Linked DNA regions of Mus musculus: region 1 is linked to region 2. A link is a contact called in public HiChIP or PLAC-seq data. All regions are on one chromosome and are shown on one strand. The core of a region is the stretch at or near the end of the contact, and the rest is flanking DNA. Distances in the headings are between cores, read along the strand shown.

Region 1 (3,440 bases), core at 295-2,794, 280 kb before region 2:
CTGTTCAGGGCATTTTCCAGCCCTTAAGGAGTTTACCATCTGATTTATTTGCCAAGATACAGATTTACAGTTTGAGATTTTTACCACTGATCAGCAAATGTCCACCAGTGCACAGGAGAGGGAGTGAAGGCCATGACAGAGTGCCCAGCCTTTTTAAACATCTTCATGTATTTCCTCTCAAACCTGATAATATCCGCCAGAGTTGACAGGTTAGTACGAAACCAGCTTATTCCTTACAAAATTTGCTCTTTTACTGATAAAGGTATTTAGATTATCTTTGGTCTCTATTTTGGTAAAATCTCTCTTAAAATCTCCATGTTTCAAGAAAAAAAAAAATTTAAAGGCAAGAGCCACCACAGTGAACTCAAAAATGTCCCAGTCTTAATAGATGCATATTCACTATACCTGTATAGACTTAAGGAAGTGTAAAACTGTAGAACTTTTCTTTTTTCTTTTTTTTTCCAGGATGAAAAAAAAAAAAAAGGCAATTTATACCTCACCTTTCTTCACCCCTGACAGTTGCCTGGAAACCAGTCCTGCCCTACCTGTGCTACAGGTGTACCTCCCGTCACATCTCTTTTAAAGCTACAGTCTCTATTCTTACTACACTTAAGTTTATGACTAACAATCTATTCACATTTTTATCAGGTAGGAGACTGGTTTCTTTCAAGCAATGATGAAATCCTAATAAAGACTGAGGAAGCACCCATCCAGCACCACCAATCACGATTAATTTGAACAAAGATAGGATATACGTATAAAAACAGGATACTGCCAAGGAGCCTTGGCGTTTGAACAGTTCTGTCTGCATTTTCACTCCTTTAATATATAAGTCATTTAAGGCAAAGAATCATGTTTCTGGAGAGGAAAAGGCCACGGAACAACTCGGATGAATTAAAACAAATATTTTTTTTTAAAGGGGAATGACCTTCGTCGCCGAGTCTCACCGAGACTCAAGACTGGTACCAACCAGGGACTAGCAATCTCCGAGCCCACCCGCGACAGCTTCTCGCAGAAGCTTTCCGGGCCGGACCGACGGGTGCGCGGGGTGAGAGGGAAGATGGAGGGGGCCGCAGCAGTTCCACCGCATCCCTGGGCCGCAGCTGCACCGGGAAGACCGTGGAGCCGCCGCTCCGGAGCCCCAGGCTGTGGAGACGTGTCGTGTGCGCGCCGGTGCATGGCCCCGGCGAGAAGCCGAGGGCGCCCGCGGCCCGCCGCTCCTCACGCACCCCGGCCCATCCCGGGAAGCGGAGTGCCGGAGGCTCCGGCTCCAGCCCACCGCCCGTCCGCCCGCCCTCCGCGCCCCGGCCCCACGTCTCCCGACGCCCGCCAGGCCCCTTACCCCAAGGGAGCGGGACCCCGCGGCGCCCTCCCGCGCATGTCCGTCCCGGCTGGCTCAGCGCCGCGGGCTTAGGGGCCCGAGCATCGCGCAGGCGCCTCGCCGCTCTCTTGCCCTCGCTCTTTCTCTCTGCTCGCTCGCAGGCTATGCTCGCGCTCGCTCGCTCGCACAGCTCACGCTCCGCGCCTCGCACTCGGCCGCCGACGCCGGCGCAGCCGACGCCCGTATTTATACGGTGAGCGACAACGTGACGTCAACGCCCGCAGCCCCGCCTCCTTCACGCAGCCAATCCGGGCGGGCGGACGCTTAAAGGGGCGATGCCGCTACCGAAGAGTTTGCGTGGGGCCCGCCGGGCGGCGCTAGCAGCCTCGTCTCCTGAGGGGACGTTTCTATTTGGGCCGCCTCTGTGCGAGCTGCCTAGCCTAAGGACACCGAGTTTTCCTTAGAAGGTTGTGAGCGGCCCTGTTTCCATCCCCGGGGAGGGAAGTGACGCTGAGATGCACTTGGATCCAAGAAACTCAGGGAGCGGGAGAAAATGGGGATTGGAGAGGAGAGGGGCACCCCGAGGTGTATATATGTGTGTGTGTGTGTATGTATGTATGTATGTATGTATGTATGTATGTATGTATGTATGTATGTATGTATATCGAGGGATGGTCGAGGGATGGCGAGGAGAGTGATGAAGAACGGAGGGGGACGGTGAGGAACAACGAGGGACTGCTGTGATGATGCGAGAGAGATGAAGGGCGCTACAACCAGGGATGGATGACCATGAAGAAAGTGGTCTCTGGGAAAGAGGGCAGCGGACTGAGGGGCAGTAAGGGACAAAATGCGTCTGAAGACAGGAAGGGGCAGGGAGTGTCTGGCTAAGGACAATAAGGGATGGAGGGGCAGTGAGGAGCAGTGTGAGGCACTGCGGGACTTATAGAGAACCTCACTAATTGATCTAGGTAGTTAAGGGACGGTGTGGGAAAGGAAGGGACAGAATGGAAAGGTGAGGGGCAGCGCAGAAAGGTGAAGGACAAAGGGGACTGGGCAGTGGGCCATGCTGTGTGGGCAGGATCAGGGAGGCCTCACTCCAGGCTCCTCTGTACTTGGCTTGGCCTCCAGCAAGGCTAGGCTGATCCCGGGCACCTCCCCCAAACCTGCCCCCAGCCCTCTTGGCTTACCTGTCAAAGTGCTGTTCTCCATGTCTTTTGGCCCCAGGGTGGCCGCTGATGCCCAAGGACAAAACGCCATCAAGTCTACAGGGAGGAGGGTTCGTGGGGCAGAAATCCGGTGATGCAACTTAGGTTTATAGTTTAACCGTAAAATAAATAATACAATGATAAACCAGAGTAGTTCAAGAAAAAAGGCAAACAGACAGAAGCCCTCCAGTTTGGACTAGTACAAATTCCTCTTAATGGCACTCCACAGAGTAGAGAGCGCAGACCTATGGCTGACCTCTGTGGTCCGCACACAGAGCCCTTCCTGCACTGCAGCAAGAATGCCTGATAGTTATAGGCTTAGCACCACCTAATTGAGCCAGTTTAACATATGGAATGAGGTGCTGGCCTCATTATCTGGTTAACTATTAACTTTGTGCCCCACGAACCAAGTTGCTTCTTCCAGTATTGACTTGATTTTTTTTTTTAATTGAACTCAAAGGCCTTAACTTTAAACTCAAGGCCTGATGCACTGGATTTTTAAAAAGAAAAGAAAACTCTAAAGTCTTGCTTTGCCCACTCTCAGCGGCAGGCTACCAGGATGTTAGAAGGTTCCTCCCCTCTTTCTGATGGTCCCTACTGGCCTGTAGGGGCTGCTGGGTTGCTTCCACACCCACGCTCCTAGCAATTCAATTCTCCCATCTTTTCTTATGGCCATTCTCTTAGTAGTATTTTAATCTTATGGAAATTGGTCATTGCCACATTGTCTATTTATTATTTACTATTTATTAACATTTATTATTTACTTGTTTAAGTTTTGGTGGGTTTTAAGACAGTTTTACTCTGTAGCCCAAGCGGGCCTACAACTCACTCTACACAGCTCAGGTTAACCTCAAGCTTGGTCATCCTTTGGGCTCCAGTGTATTGAGATTTACAGGCATGAAGTCAACACGGCC
Region 2 (3,169 bases), core at 538-3,037:
AAAACAGTGCCTGCTGGCATGGCGCCCTACACCTGCAATCCCAGGACTCCAGAAGCAAGACAATCTCTAGTTCAAGGCCAGTCTCTGCTATAAAAACCCTGACTCAACCAAACAAAAACAAAAACTCAAATAACAAACAGCCCCAGGCTGTGACTACATTGAGGCAGACAGCCCTCAGCACCACAGCACACTTGCTGGGAGACATCAGGCAGCACCTAGAGATGAGCTGTGCAGAGTACAGTGGTCAGAGCTTAAATGCTCTCCATTTTGCCTGCTGACTAATCCCTCACATCTACTCACATTTCTTCCCAGGCTGGCTGTGCCAGTAAAGAAAGCTACATTTGAAGATTTTTGTTTGTTTGTGTTTTAGTCTTTGAGACAGACATCTGTCTCCTAAAGTGCTAGGATTAAAGGTGTATACCACCACCACCTAGTGAATAAGATCTTTAAAATATAAAATAAGGTGTTACAACTGGGTTTCTTTCTCTTTCCGTACTTAATTTTACTTGTGTGTTCCGGAGCACCTTCAGAGACCATAAGAAGTCAGACCTTTGAGCCAGAGTTATAGGTGGTTGTGAGCTGCCCCACATGGGTGCTAGGCACTGAAATTAGGTCCTCTTGAAGGGCATCAAGAGGTTTTGACCACCAGCCATCTTTCCAGACCACAACTGTACTTCTAAGAAAAGAAAATGGAGTGAGAGTTGGAGGGGGGGGGGGGAAGCTTTATATTAAGAAACTCTATGGGGCTGGAGAAATGGCTCAGTGGGTAAGAGCACTGACTGCTCTTCTGAATGTCCTGAGTTCAATTCCCAGCAACCACATGGTGGCTCACAACCATCTGTAATGGGACCCGATGGCTTCTTCTTAAGTGTTTGAAGACAGCAACAGTGTACTCATATAAACTAACTAACTAAATCTTGGAAAGGAATTAATTGATTGATTAGTTCTATGATTGGGTCAAAGAGGTCTTTCAGTGGTTAAAAGCACTGGCTGCTCTTCTTCTAGAGGACCCAAGATTCAATACCCAGATCCAAAAGGCTGCTCACAACCATCTGTTACTCAAATTCAAATGCAAGCCTTGTCTACTACAGAGAAAGTGTCAAGACAGCTAGTTTTACACAGAGAAACTTATCTCAAAACAACAACAACAATAAAAGATTCAGTAATTATAAGCACTGGCCGCTCTTCTGGAAGATTCAAGTTTAATTTCCAGCACCTGCAAGGTGGCTCACACCTCCAAGTAATTCCAGTCCCAGAGGCTCTGACTCCCTCTTTTGACCTCTACCATCACTGCCTACACATAGTGCACAGAGATGCATGCAGGCATTCACATGCATACATAAATGTGAGAAAAGAATAGAATAGAATATACCTTGGAGTGTTAGGATTTTGAGGCTGTGTAAGTAGTTCCCAAACATTACTGAACAACCTCAATTTTACTTAAACCTCCATTTTAACAACAAAATAGCCATCTTGGCTCAACAGGCAGGGACAAGGAACCCGAGAGCCTGCACTGCCCACTGTGTTGTGAGCAATTAAGACAGTCAGTACCTGCACTGGAGGGACACAGTGAAGAGCAGAGAACTCCTCAGTGTTACTCCGTAGCTGTCCTACAGCTGCCTGTTCTCAGAGTAGCAACCCAGACTACAAGCCCACGCTTTCTTATGTAAGATTAAGCATTGTTTACCTAAGGTTATATCGGAAATTAAATAAAACTTCATGCTGAACACTGGAGTAATTCTTAATCTCTTAATGCTAACAGAACTTTGATGACTCATTCTTCCATCTGGGAGAACATGCTGACACAGGTCATTCTGCCTAGAGATGTAGTTCTCACAGAGCTAGTCTGCAAATCATCTATAGAATTTGCCCCCAGAAACATGACTGATTTCCCTGCTATCTAGCATATTAAAACTCCAAAATTTCCCACCCCATCACAAAAACTTAATAAAGACTAACTGTACCTTCTCTGGGAAACCCAAAGCCTGCGATGCGAGCCAGATCCGCCTGCATTGAAACGCAACCTGCAGAGCACAAGCTCATCCCTCATGGTTCTGTTTCACAACTGTCTCCTCTTTGCCTTCTTCACCCATGGCACCGAGACTGGAGTGAGAATGCGATCTGATGAGAACACTCGGACACGACCACCTGCACTTACAAATAACCAGAGTACAATCTTTCCTGAGGTAGTTGTTGGAAACTAAGAGAAGGGCAGCTAAGATGTCCAGGACAAGTGCTTTCGTGCCTTCCCTCCCCACAGGCTCCTCTCTCCTACAGAGCTGGGCCAAATCAAACTGTCTTCTTGCTAATCTGCACTGCATCTGAGCAGGAGCCACTGCTCCCTATCGGTGAGGGTGGTGCTCCTGTCCACATTCCACTGCTGGCAACAGCAGACAGAGCTGTACACAAAGCCTTCAGAGGACAATCTCCCAGGAGCCACTCTTCCATTCATATAAAGCAGCCATGTTTGCAAGATGAAGAGAGACCATCCTTATGTTTTGAGTATAGTCATCCTGAGATTTTATAAGAAATGGCCATGTATGTGAGAAATGAGTTATTTTGGGATCTGTATTATAAGATAGGTTCCCTGTGGGTGATCAGGATCTAAGTCTATTAGGCCTGTTTATTTTTAACATACAAGGTCAGGGGCCATGTAACTCATCTACCCAACAGCAGAGTGACAGCACTTAGAATGAGAGACCTGGCTTGGAGGACAGCAAATTCCAGAACATCTGGGAGAGGAGCTAGCCCTGTCTTCTCAGAAGTGCAGGACACTTGGCAGTGTTTACATCGATGCACTAACACCCAGACCTCTGTGTAAACAGTTGAGAGATCTGCAGTGGGCAGCCTCAATCATTCTGAGACACTGCTCACTCCTAGTATTTTAATCTACTAACCATATTTTATACATATGTTAAAGAAAGGCAAATGGGGAAAAAGGAAGGAAGAACTGGGTATCTGCACAGATGTAATTCTAAAAGGATCTGACTTGTTATTCTCTCGGGTGCCATGAGGTTAACACGTAATACCCACTCAACTAACCCTCTATAAACAGTTGGTTTTCCTAATCACAGCCACTATTCCCACTTCAGTGGGCAGCAGCATTCAGAGGAAAGCCAGACCTAGCCCCTGTATAACAAACTCCAGAAACCAAGTGTTAGGAAAGCTG

The links. HiChIP or PLAC-seq counts read pairs in DNA pulled down with a chosen protein or histone mark.
Region 1: a contact with region 2 is called in an HNF4G HiChIP or PLAC-seq map of pancreatic cancer cells. The contact joins the promoter of Errfi1 here to the enhancer-like site in region 2. A contact is called at or near these places in 2 of 39 promoter capture datasets (hippocampal neurons and macrophages), 2 of 484 Hi-C or Micro-C datasets (both in uterus), 4 of 115 datasets of contacts at active chromatin or transcription factors (bone marrow-derived macrophages, extraembryonic endoderm stem cells, microglia and 1 more) and 2 of 9 other capture datasets (adipose tissue and liver).

Annotation. Positions count from the first base shown.
Region 1 is chr4:150,853,174-150,856,613 of GRCm38.p6, reverse strand. It overlaps Errfi1 (ERBB receptor feedback inhibitor 1), which reads right to left and starts at 1,544. Exons shown (of 4, transcript NM_133753.2): 1 at 1,343-1,544. It overlaps 1700045H11Rik (RIKEN cDNA 1700045H11 gene), which reads left to right and starts at 1,665. Exons shown (of 4, transcript NR_040649.1): 1 at 1,665-1,788.
Region 2 is chr4:150,575,084-150,578,252 of GRCm38.p6, reverse strand. The region is part of intron 12 of Rere (arginine glutamic acid dipeptide (RE) repeats); the gene reads right to left. Among named protein-coding and RNA genes, the nearest start is that of Slc45a1, 76 kb to the left of the region's middle. Within about 2 kb of position 1,787, at least 37 of the 459 cell types and tissues checked have an H3K27ac peak or open chromatin away from gene starts, as enhancers often do. A contact at or near this core is called in adipose tissue, bone marrow-derived macrophages, extraembryonic endoderm stem cells and 3 more, where this site is marked.